2 separate regions of the Ovis aries genome follow, and region 1 is linked to region 2. The links are chromatin contacts, called in public Hi-C maps. All regions are on one chromosome and are shown on one strand. The core of a region is the stretch at or near the end of the contact, and the rest is flanking DNA. Distances in the headings are between cores, read along the strand shown.

What was found. A called contact is a pair of places that touch in the nucleus more often than the background predicts.
Region 1: a contact with region 2 is called in a Hi-C map of liver, with 3 times the contacts expected there. The contact joins the promoter of HOMER2 here to the enhancer-like site in region 2. A contact is called at or near these places in 6 of 16 Hi-C or Micro-C datasets (hypothalamus, liver, mixed tissues and 2 more).

The regions. Positions count from the first base shown.
Region 1 is chr18:22,561,350-22,566,877 of ARS-UI_Ramb_v3.0, forward strand. HOMER2 (homer scaffold protein 2) reads right to left here and starts at 1,323. Exons shown (of 10, transcript XM_060401667.1): 1 at 693-1,323. RAMAC (RNA guanine-7 methyltransferase activating subunit) reads left to right here and starts at 1,386. Exons shown (of 5, transcript XM_012098521.3): 1 at 1,386-1,486; 2 at 2,194-2,242; 3 at 3,508-3,530; 4 at 5,024-5,202. The coding sequence starts at 5,033.
Region 2 is chr18:22,436,795-22,442,549 of ARS-UI_Ramb_v3.0, forward strand. It overlaps HOMER2 (homer scaffold protein 2), which reads right to left. Exons shown (of 10, transcript XM_060401667.1): 7 at 3,143-3,299; 8 at 864-974. Among named protein-coding and RNA genes, the nearest start is that of TRNAT-UGU, 26 kb to the right of the region's middle. Within about 2 kb of position 2,232, at least 1 of the 54 cell types and tissues checked has an H3K27ac peak or open chromatin away from gene starts, as enhancers often do. A contact at or near this core is called in liver, where this site is marked.

The sequences.
Region 1 (5,528 bases), core at 73-2,572, 120 kb after region 2:
CATTTGAGCTAGGATAATGTCTCTAAAACGTAGATTGGAACATTCACAGTTCATCATTCATTCCACAAACACTGAGTGCTTATTTTATACAAAGCACTACGTTACACACTCAGGATGCAGAAATGGATGATTACGGTCTAGTAGGGAGAAAAGACTTGTACATAAATGGAAGTTCCAACTGAGAAACTGGTACTGAATGAACAGATTAAGAATGGTTTCCAAAGCACAATGAACATTCAGTAGAAGGAAAACTTATTTCTAGATGGAGCTATTATTTCATTCAGCTTTAATTAAAGGACAGAATGTCAACATCCCAAGATATAGACATGAGCCTCTACAGAGCCTCCCCTGAATTTCTTGTCACTAGTCAATTTCTATTGCTTGAGAAAGGCCAAAAACGCGGGTCAGTATCAATAGGGAAAACAGAAACGGCATCAAATAGAAACACTGATGTTTCCAAGCTGGAAACTTCACGAGAGTATTAACGAAATGAGGGAGCCACTCTGGAAAGCAATTCGGGAGGAAGGAGGCCAAAATACTCTGCGGAATAGTCAGCGTTTATACACCTACGAACATTCCAGAAGAAACGGACAAGCCTCCTGAAGGGAGCTGGGTACTGACGACTTAAGCTGGGGCAGAGCGGGGCAGTGTTTCGGCAAAAACAGGTACAGAACGGACTAGAGAAATCTTACTACTGAGGTTCGCCCGAGCAGGAGTGAAGGGTGTAGTATCGCTGAAGGGATCCCCTCGCGCCTACTCGGCCGGCAATCGCCTCAAGTTCCTCACGCAGACTCGGCGCAGGCGGCCGAAAGCAGCTTTTCCCGCCCTTCTCAGCTGAGAAGTTCCAGAACTTTCGTCCCTAGCCGTCGCCGGCTCCAAATCAAGAGGGCTCAAAATAGAGCGATGCGTCTCTTCCGGCCAGTCACTAGGCCGGTTGGAAGTGCACGGAAAGCATCAACACTTTCAGCCCGACCTAACTGCCCTCGCCGGAGAAGGCAATGGCACCCCACTCCAGTACTCTTGCCTGGAAAATCCCATGGATGAAGGAGCCTGGTAGGCTGCAGTCCATGGGGTCGCGAAGAGTCGGACACGACTGAGCGACTTCACTTTGACTTTTCCCTTTCATGCACTGGAGAAGGAAATAGCAACCCACTCCAGTGTTCTTGCCTGGAGAATCCCAGGGACGGGGGAGCCTGGTGGGGTGCCGTCTATGTGGTCGCACAGAGCCGGACACGACTGAAGCGACTTAGCAGCAGCAGCAGCAACTACTCTCGCAGAGCCCCGCGCGAGCCATCGGCATTGAGAAAACTGGGGAAAATGCACACGGAGAGCTGGAGATCCCGCGAGACTTCACAGGCCAGCCTCGGCCTCAGCGCGCCGGAAGCGGAAGTCAGGAGGCGGTCGGATTCTGGCCGAAGTGGCTCTGTTACCTGGGAGAGCTGAAGGAGTGTACAGAGAGGTACTGTGCCAGCGCCCTGGGCCGGAGGTAGGTTTCCCTGCGCATCCGGAGCCCTGAGCGGGATAGACACAGTCCTGGGCTCAGGAGTCCGTTCGGGCCGCGGGGAGGAGGGAGTCGGGCGGGCAGGCAGAAGTGAGTGGCCGGCGAGGTGTCCTCGGGCTCTGCAGTTCTGGGACCCGACTTTTTGGAGAAACCAGAAGCCGCTTCCCCCTCACGGCCTCTAATTTCCCTCGCGCCTGGGGCCGAGGTGTTTTAGAAGGAGCCCAACAGTCAAAGCTCCGAGAGAGAACTGAGAAACGCAGCGGTTCTCAGTCGGTGTCTTCGTCGGTTAATTCTCTGGGTTCATCTCTCAGGGCATGACTGCCCGTTCTGGGTAGTCCTTTCCGAGGTTAGTGACCCACAGCGAAAGTTCCGTGTGGTTTTATTTAGGGCCTAAAAACTAGCCGTCCTCGAGTACACACCTACCTTGTTTGTTGTTGTGTTTGTTTTTAACAGAAAATAACGTCCTTTGTTATTATTCACGCTCGGACTGATTTTGAAGGCCCAGAGGACAAGTCTTGTAGCATCTTCTAGCTCTTTGGTAGCACTTTCAGCTCCAATTTCCTCTTTCAAATTAGCGCCGGAAGTCTTTTAATCCTACCACTTAATTAAGACCCTTACGGTTCCCGTCCCCGCGGCACACACCTTTTGAGAGTTTCTTTCAAGGGAGTCGTTTATTGTTTTTCTTCCCACAGATCTACACAATCTAAACATTAAACAGAACAGTCGCCTCAAATCCCTGAGGTGAGTAAAGCATGGATCAATTAAAATCCTATTTAAGTTTCATCCTCACCAGTAATGATAAAGATGATAAACATTTGCTTATTTGTGAGAGGGGGATCCTGGGAGAACATAGTACAGTAGCACATTTGCCTTGCCTTATGATTTTTATCATCCCTATGGTTAGGTATGGGTCATCTTTCTGGTGACTCCAGTAATTCCTATAGAAATTGAGGCACGGTTTTAATTTGCTGAATCTATCTTCAACTATACCTTGGATTTGAGAATTTGACAGCTGTTTGTCAATCTCAGACACACTGGTATTTAATAAGACATATAAGAAGTTAAAACATCTAGATACTGTTTCTTTAATTCAAATAATAATCTTTGTGTAATTTCATTGGGACGACAGTAGTATTATAAATATTCGCATGAGTTTTGAGGAGTTTGGAGGAAAGACAAACTAATGAAAAAGCTGTCTTCTAATATCACATCTGACAAAAGCTTTTTATTATAAACTGAATTGATACAGGAAGAAAAATAATTCTAGGATGTCAAATAAGAGAGATTTGGTTTTAAAGTTTTAACATGGTGTCACATATGCCCCACATCATAAAACGTCTTGAGGCAACGAATAGAAAGATAGGGTTTAGGTTAGGAAAGGTAGGGGATGGGACTGCATCAAGGAAGGACTGGACATTGGGTGAAGTGAAAGTGAAAGTCGCTCAGTCCTGTCTGACTCTTTGCAACCCCATGGACTATACAGTCCATGGAATTCTCCAGGCTAGAATATTGGGAGTGGGTAGTCTTTCCCTTCTCCAAGGGATCTTCCTGACCCAGGAATCAAACCAGGGTCTCCTGCATTGCAGGTGGACTCTACCAGCTGAGCATTGGGGGGGGGGGCGGGGGGCTACCTCCAAAATACTTCCAGGGCTGGCTGGCTTCCAGATCTTGGTTGAAGATAAGAAGTGAACTCTTTCTTCCTTGGTTCCTCAAGGATTAGGTCTTCTGCAGCCTAAGTCAAATCTTTTCTCAGAGGTAGGGGGCTCTCTGAAAATTTAGTTAAATACTGCTTCAAATGTGAATCCATAATTGCCCTGGAAAACTCAGCTGAAAAAAACTTCTGTTTTCATAGCTGTTAGATAATATTTATAGTACTTCTTTTCATGTGTCAGAACACCTAGAATAAGAATGTATTAGAGAAAAAAAGAAAATAGATACCATTCTATAGTAATTACCCTTGACTTTAATAGCTGTATGTTTAAAGGCCTTTTTATTTGTCTTTCCAGAGACTTCCCTGGTGGCTCAGAGGGTAAAAGCATCTGCCTACAATGCGGGAGACCCGGGTTCAATTCCCTGGAGAAGGAAATGGCAACCCACTCCAGTATTCTTGCCTGGAAAACCCCATGGACCGAGGAGCCTGGCAGGCTACAGTCCATGGGGTCGCAAAGAGTGGACACGACTGAGCAACTTCACTTCACTGTATTTTCAGTCTTTTTCTTTCTTTGTTGGCTCTTCTTTTATTTTCCTATCACCAACCATCAGGTGTTTTAGTCTGGGGAAAAAAAGAGATAATCTTCCAGTAAGCCCTTAGCTACTACCCTTTGTGTGTATCTCCAGCCAGGCCTCTTGAAAGCTTAGTATAGACTAATTGGTATAGATTTCTATTTCCTTACTTTCCAATTACTTCTTAATTAATTGTAGTCCTGCTTTAATCCCTGCTACTCTAATCAGCTCCTAATGGCTAAATAAAATTAATTTTTTCTTCTTGGTTCTTTCCAGTTACTATTCAACACTGATGACCTTTCACTCTTTAATCTCTTGCCTTCTATGATAATCTCTTGGGGTTCTCCTCTTATCCCTTCTTTATCATCTTTATATGATGATGTTCTCTAGGATTGTTTTTTGTTACTCTTTCTTTTTCCATAGCCTTCCTGAGGAGTCTCATTCTTTCTCACAGCATTATCCACCAGCAAAATTGATGTCTCCCATTGCATTTGTTGTCTGCCCAGTTCTCCGTCCCAGAAATTTAAACTGTGAACTGACTCTTCATGTGGATATACATATCATAACTAACTTACCTCAGTGTGGCTCTTCAACTACCTTCACTTTCTAGTTCCTGTGATACCATAACCTGACCAATTATTTGGCCAGAAACCTAGGAGTTATCCTTTATCCCCTCTCTTCCTTTATCCTTTATCCCCTCTCTTCATAACATCTACTACTGATTCCTCTTGGAATTCTTTTAAAACTATTTTCACAGTCTGCGCCTCAGATTAAATCCTCAGCATGTCACATTATTGCAGTAATCTGCCCTTAAACTCACTAATCTGTTCTCTACTGTGTTATTAATAGAAAAGTGATCCTTCTAAATGGTAAATTTGTTCTTGAGACTTCCCTACTTAAACCACCCCTTTGCCTCTGAAAAAGCAGAGTTGTTTACATTAAATATAAAGAATTTCACTATTTTACTCTTGCCCACTTTTAGAGTTTAATTTCTTGACATTTGCTGCTCCTCCCTTTATATTTATACGACAACTGTCTATTCTACCAGACTGAGAGCTCTTTGTGGGCAAGGTTCATGATATATTTTTCATCTTTGTATCCCAGGCTCCTAGTTAGCATAGTGCGTCTATTATAGTAATGAAGAAACACTGAATTGAATCTAGCCTGTCTTAGATTTAAAGGTACACAAGGGCTTTACACATACTCTCCCTAAAAGTGTTTACTTCCTATTATCTGGTAAAGATAGTGTTACTTAAAAAAAAAAAAATTCTAATAGAAACATATTAAAAACCTGTACAGAATTTCAGAATGACTGACACTTCTGAAGCTGTTCCAAATTTTGAAGAGATGTTTGCCAGTAGATTCACAGAAGATGACAAAGAATACCAAGAATACTTAAAACGCCCTCCCGAGTCTCCTCCGATCGTTGAGGAATGGAATAGCAGAGCTGGTGGTGGCCTGAGAAATAGAGGCAATCGGTATGTATTACTTCAGAAGAGTAAATGCAGATGGCTGATCTGGGAGAGGACAGCTCGAATCATCTAGCCCCCAAGGCCCGTGAGGGCAGCCATCAGTGTTTTTGTTCAGTGTGCTATACTGAGTGCCTAGTAACTGCTTAAGTGCCTGATAAATATTTGCTTTATTATTTTGTCAGCACCATATTTTTCTCCCCTTGCTATGCAGTTGTGTGTATGTGTATTTTAAAGGTTTTTTTTAATATTCTTTCTCTGGACTAATATCTTCTTTGCAAATATGCTTTAAAAACCTAGGGTCTTCTACAAAACGTTTACATTAAATTCCATAA
Region 2 (5,755 bases), core at 982-3,481:
GTGAGTCCCCTCCATACGGACCTTCGAGCTGCAGACTTACACAGATGAGAACGTGCATTCGCACGTCCACTTGCGTAAATCAGTTCATGTGCCTGGTGTACACTGGCACGTGCAAGCATCCTCCACACGTGGCTGAGCTTTTGTGTCCCTTACTACACAGGACTGTATAGAGGACAGCAGTATAGTATCTTTATTTCAAGTCCAGGAGGTCCAGAAGCAAGTGTCAAAGCAGTGCTGAGGTAGCTGATACTACTGTACTTTTCAAGGTACTAAACCACAAGATTAAAAATGTTTTATTTTTTGGGTTTGCTTTTTATGTATTATTTGTGTGAAAAGTATGATAAACCTATTACAGCACAGTACTACGTAGCTGATTGTGTTAGTTGGGTACCTAGGCTAACTTTGTTGGACTTAGGAACAAACTGGACTTGTGAACATGCTCTCGGAATGGGACTCGTTTGTGCAGAGGTGAGCCACTGTACTTAGCTGTCCTGTCCCCCCAGGAGATAAATGACTGTGTGACTGGGGGTTCTTGCTGCATTAATTTGACAGCAGAACTCAACTTCTGATGAGGGACCATCTACGAAAGTTTCCAAGAGCGTTTGAAAATGCCCAACTCCTCCTGGATCTGAGAGACTGTCTATATATAATAAACACAAGGAGGCTGCACGGGGTGATGGTCAGGCCTTTGCTCTGGGCTCTTTGTGCCTTGGTGTGGCTCCTGGCTCTGTCTCTGTGCTGCTGTCTGGACAGCTGCCAGGGCCGATCACACGTCCCACGGCCACCTGCCGTGTCCCTGGGTGGAGACCACCCGCCAAGGCCGAGGGGATGTGAGCAGCACGGCTCAGAGCTCTGCCACTCACCGTCTCCTTTTCTCGGAGCTCTGATTCTAGCTCCTCAATCCTTCTCTTCAACTGGGTATTCTTCTCCTTCTCTCTGTTGATCTCGCTGCACTGCTCTTCCAGCTCGTCAATCTTTAATAATAAATATCACATGTTAAAGCAGGGGTGCCAGTTTACTTTGGGCTTCTCTGGTGGCTCAGACAGTAAAGAATCCGCCTGCAGTGCAGGAGACCCAGGTTTGATTCCTGGGTTGGGAAGATCCCCCGGAGAAGGGAATGGCTACCAACTCTAGTATTCTTCCCTGGAGAATTCCATGGACAGAGAAGCCTGGCTGGCTGCAGTCCATGGGTTTTACTTTAATCATTAAACAAGAGATTGCCACAGCTCTTTTAAAATAAACCCTAAATTAACCCACTTACAAATGTTTCCTTGTGGCTACAAATGAATGCTATGGGGCTGCCCCAGGCTGTTTGCTCATACTGGCACAAGGCACCTCACTTAATGCTAGAGAAGCCATGGAAGTCACACAACCTGGCTTCAGGATGCTCCAGGATTCTGGTTTTCTCTCGCAGCCGCAGGACAGTAGTTCTAGGTTTGCTTTTAAGGATCTGTCACAAATAGGGGCTACATGTCCCATGAATCTGTCTGCTTCTCCCCAGAATGACGTTCACATTACTTTAATCATGCCCTGAATGATTCTGTTGCATCTCCAGAGCTGAGGCCAGCAGGGCAGAGAATCGAGCAGTTCTGTGGGACTCAATGACATTTCCAAAACTTTTAAATCAAGATGACCTTTCCCCACTGATGCATGCAGACGGCGTCTGGCCTGTGGGCCTCTTCCTGGAGAGATGACAGGTGCTGGTTGACCCGGCACATCCTCACAGTGCATCTTTTTCTCCTTCCCCAGCTTGACCCCCCGGAAGGGATGTATAGGCCTGACAACCTTGGCACTGCTGTCTGATGTTGGGCAATTTCCAGGGGCCAGAGTGTGGGTACAGAGTGGATGGCAGGAGTGGAACCAAGTAACACAAGCGCCAGGTCAATGGGGTCCCCACTAGTGGACAGTGCCAGTCCTCAGGGTGAAGGGCACTGGGTAGTCACCTTGAGGACAGTTCTCAGAGATGACTGCAGCAACCCTCAGGATCTGCACCCCCAGCCTTGGGGGCTGTCAGAGGTCCCCCGATATCCACATTCCACCCTGGAAGTCAAGTTCCCAGGGCTTCCCACCCAGCGAGCAAGTTACACAGCAGGTGCTTCCTCCACAACTCCCCCCCGCCCCCACCCCCACTCACCCCCCCCCCCCAACAGCACAGCCCTTTGGTTCTTACACTCAGATGTGAAGTGAGAAAACTCAGCTCTTGGCTTGGAAAAAGAGGGCAATCGATCCCTCTGGCAGGCAGATGAGCCCAGCCAGGAGGGAAGGCGCAGAGTCAGCACTTGGCCTGCACCCCTCACCATCAGCAGTTTGTGAAAAAAGGACACGAGGCAGTTTCACGTGCCATCTGCACAAAGTGAGACATGGAAGGTGAGCGGTCTCCAGGGGATCCACTCAGAACAGGGTGGGGGGTTACAAATGGGGGTGAGGGGAGCCAGTCCCCATCTCAATGTGATGTGGACCCTGAAATCTGCAAAGCAGACCACGGTCAGCAACTGTGGGGTGAAAGTGCTGACCAGCAAAACAGCATGGCAACCCCGGGACCTCAACTGGGGGCCCCCAAACCTCCACATCCATTCAGCCCAACACCAGAGTGTGAGGGACTGATTACAGAGAAGGCCACGGGCGAATCCTGAAAAAAGGTCGAGATGCTCGGATGTCGAGGTAGGAGGGTGAAGGGCACATGAGGACAGTGGGCACCCCCTCCCCACCTCACACTCCCTGTCCTCACTTCCTAACTCACGTTTTCGGAAATAGTGGTCTGCACAGAAGCAGGGTTTCTGAGCAATCATGCCTCACCTTTCCCCAGTCTGTTTTCTTCCCTCACCCTCTGGAAGGTCACTGAACCAACAGAAAATACCAAAAGGAGGCTGCCCACGAAAGGCCTACCCGCAGTGCACACGGAAGGGTGCTCTTTGAGAGACAAAGCTGCTGTCTCCCATTGATTCCTCTTCCCCTTGGCAACACATCTATGAGACTTAGTTCAATAGAAGGATTAAGTCACTTCTGTGTGTGGCTACATTCCCTTTACTAAGGCAGGCAGGAAGTGGAGGGAGGGTGGGGAAGGAGTGGAAGGAAGGTCCTGGCTGCCCTGTCCCATGCTGGCGCCCCACTCCCCGTGGGTTAGGGTCTCAGCTGAGCCCACCTTGTTCCGGAGCCGGTCGTTCTCGTCTCGGCACAGGGAGAACTGGCGCTTCCACTGCTCCACGCTGGCTGCCGACTCCTGCAGCGCTGAGGTCAGCCGGGCATTGCTCTCTCTCAGGGTCTGCAGCTCGATCTCCCACTTCTTCACATTGGCAGCACTGTGGGGCGGGGGCCAGGTAGTGACCGGGGTGGTGGGCACCATCCATTCTACTGCTCTGGGGTGGGGGGACCCAGCCACCCCCTCAGCCCAGCCCTCAAGGCCACATCCTCTCCTACAGTGGCCTGGCCACAAGGATCACGGGTCCCGCAGGCCTGGCGCCTCTCTTTAGTGGGAACATATTTGCCCCACTAAAGGGACACTAATTTGCCCTGCTGGGTGATTTTTCTCAAGGTATCACTTTAGAAAGGACAGAATTCTCAGAGAAGGAAGAGATGAAACTAAGAATGAACTGAGCCATAAAAAAGAACGAAATGATGCCATTGGCAGCAATATGGATGCTACTAGAGATTCTCATGCTGAGTGAAGTAAGTCAGAAAAAGAAAGACAAATATCTATGACATCACTTATATATGGAATCTAAACTATGACGCAAATGAACCTATCTCCAAAACAGAGACAGACTCACAGATGTAGACAGCAGACTTGTGATTACCAGGGGAGGGGGCTGGGGAAGAGATAGCTTGAGAGCTTGGGGTTAGTAAGATGCAACATGCAGAATGGATAGACAACAAGGTCCTCCTATACAGCACAGGGAACTCTGGAGAGAATGGAAACCTTGAACGCCATTCAACATCCTGGGATAAACCATAACAGACAAGAATATAAAAAGAACTACATACATACATGCATAACTTTGTTGTCACTTTGAGTCACTTTGTTGTATGGCAGAAGTTAACACAACATTGTAAATCAACTCTAATTCAATTAAAAAAAAAAAACCATGAATGAAGCCACACACTGTGGTAGAGACCCCCCTGCCTGCTCCCTACTGACTCCTGGCCACAGGAGGGGTCCCTCTTGGCCCATGTCTAGCTCCTTCCTGAAATGAGCCTCAGGGATAAAGGTTCTGAAGTGCTGAGGTGGAGCCCAGGCCCCCTGAGACTCTTGTGAAAGCTGTGGATCTTTTCAACAAGCTCCTGATGCCCCACTCTCTGGAGTCCAGTGACCCCAGGTTTAAACAGACAGCCTGGATCCAGATTTGACAGCTGAGGACTAGAGGACAGAGGAGACGGGGCTGGGAATCCCCTGAGGGAAGAACCGAGGTTCAAACCGCTGCGTGTGAAGGAGTCCTGGCCAACCCCATGTCACCTCAGGTCTGAGCGATGCCTCCATGTTATCACCAAACCACATGATAATCTCTGATCCTCTGTGATGAGGGAAGTTTTCAAAAACAAACTGCAGTTAGGTTCCCCTCAAGCTGCTCTGCCCATTCAACGCTTCCCTTGGTTTCCTTGCTCTGGAGCCCAGTGTTCACTGCAGCACTATTTACAACAGCCAGGACATGGAAGTGACCTAAACGTCCACCGAGGGAGGAACGGACACACACGCCGTGATACATACATACAATGGATACTACTCAGCCGTAAAAAGGAGCAAAGTAGTGCCATTTGCAGGGGTGTGGGGGGACCCAGAGTCTGTCACACAGAGTGAAATAAGTCAGAAAGAGAAAAGCAAGTATCTCATAGGATCACTTATTCATGGAATCTAGAAAGATGGTAGAGGCGGACTTATTTGCAGAGCAGAAACAAAGTCACACGAGCAGAGAACAAACGTATGGACACCACGTGAGGAAGTCGGGGGCGGCATGGATTGGAGATTGGGATCAACACATACACACTGCTATGTATAAAATAGGTAACTAATGAGAACCTTCTGTGTAGCTGCTGTGACCTAAATGGGGAGGTCATCTGAAAAGGAAGGGTAGAGCTGATTCACTTTGCTGTACAGCAGAAATCACCACAACATTGGAAAGTAATGACGTGCTTAGTCGCTCAGTTGAGTCTCACTCTTTGTGACCCCGTGGACTGTAGCCCACCAGGCTCCTCTGTCCATGGGGGTTCTCCAGGCAAGAATACTGGAGTGGGTTGCCATGTCCTCCTCCAGGGGATCTTCTCAACCCCAGGGAGCGAATATGCCAATAAAAATTAATTTTTTAAAAAACCCAACGCATCAGACTCAGCTACTAAGAAGAAAAAATGTTTCTGGCTTCTAATCTACACTGCCTGGCTGAGGAAAGTTCTGTATCTAAAGTCTTCTTTAAAAATTTTTTTTTAAGTAAATACAACTGTATTTTAATAATCTGCATTATCTTTCATCCACCTCAAAGTCCTAGGAATGTGACTGGAAAATATGTACTTTGGGTTTCAAACACCACAGACTGAAAACACAGCAAATACTATCATGTGATTAATTTCAGAATTGACGAGTGAGAATCTGACCTGATTTAGGGAAATGACTTCACACTCATTCCTGTAATTCACTTGTCAATTAAACTGGAATTTAAAAAAAACATTTACTTTCAGGGGTGAAACATTTTCAACCAGGCAGTCCACTGTGACTTAAACAACCAAAAACAGTCCTCATGATTGCCTGATGATTGAGAGAGAATGGCCA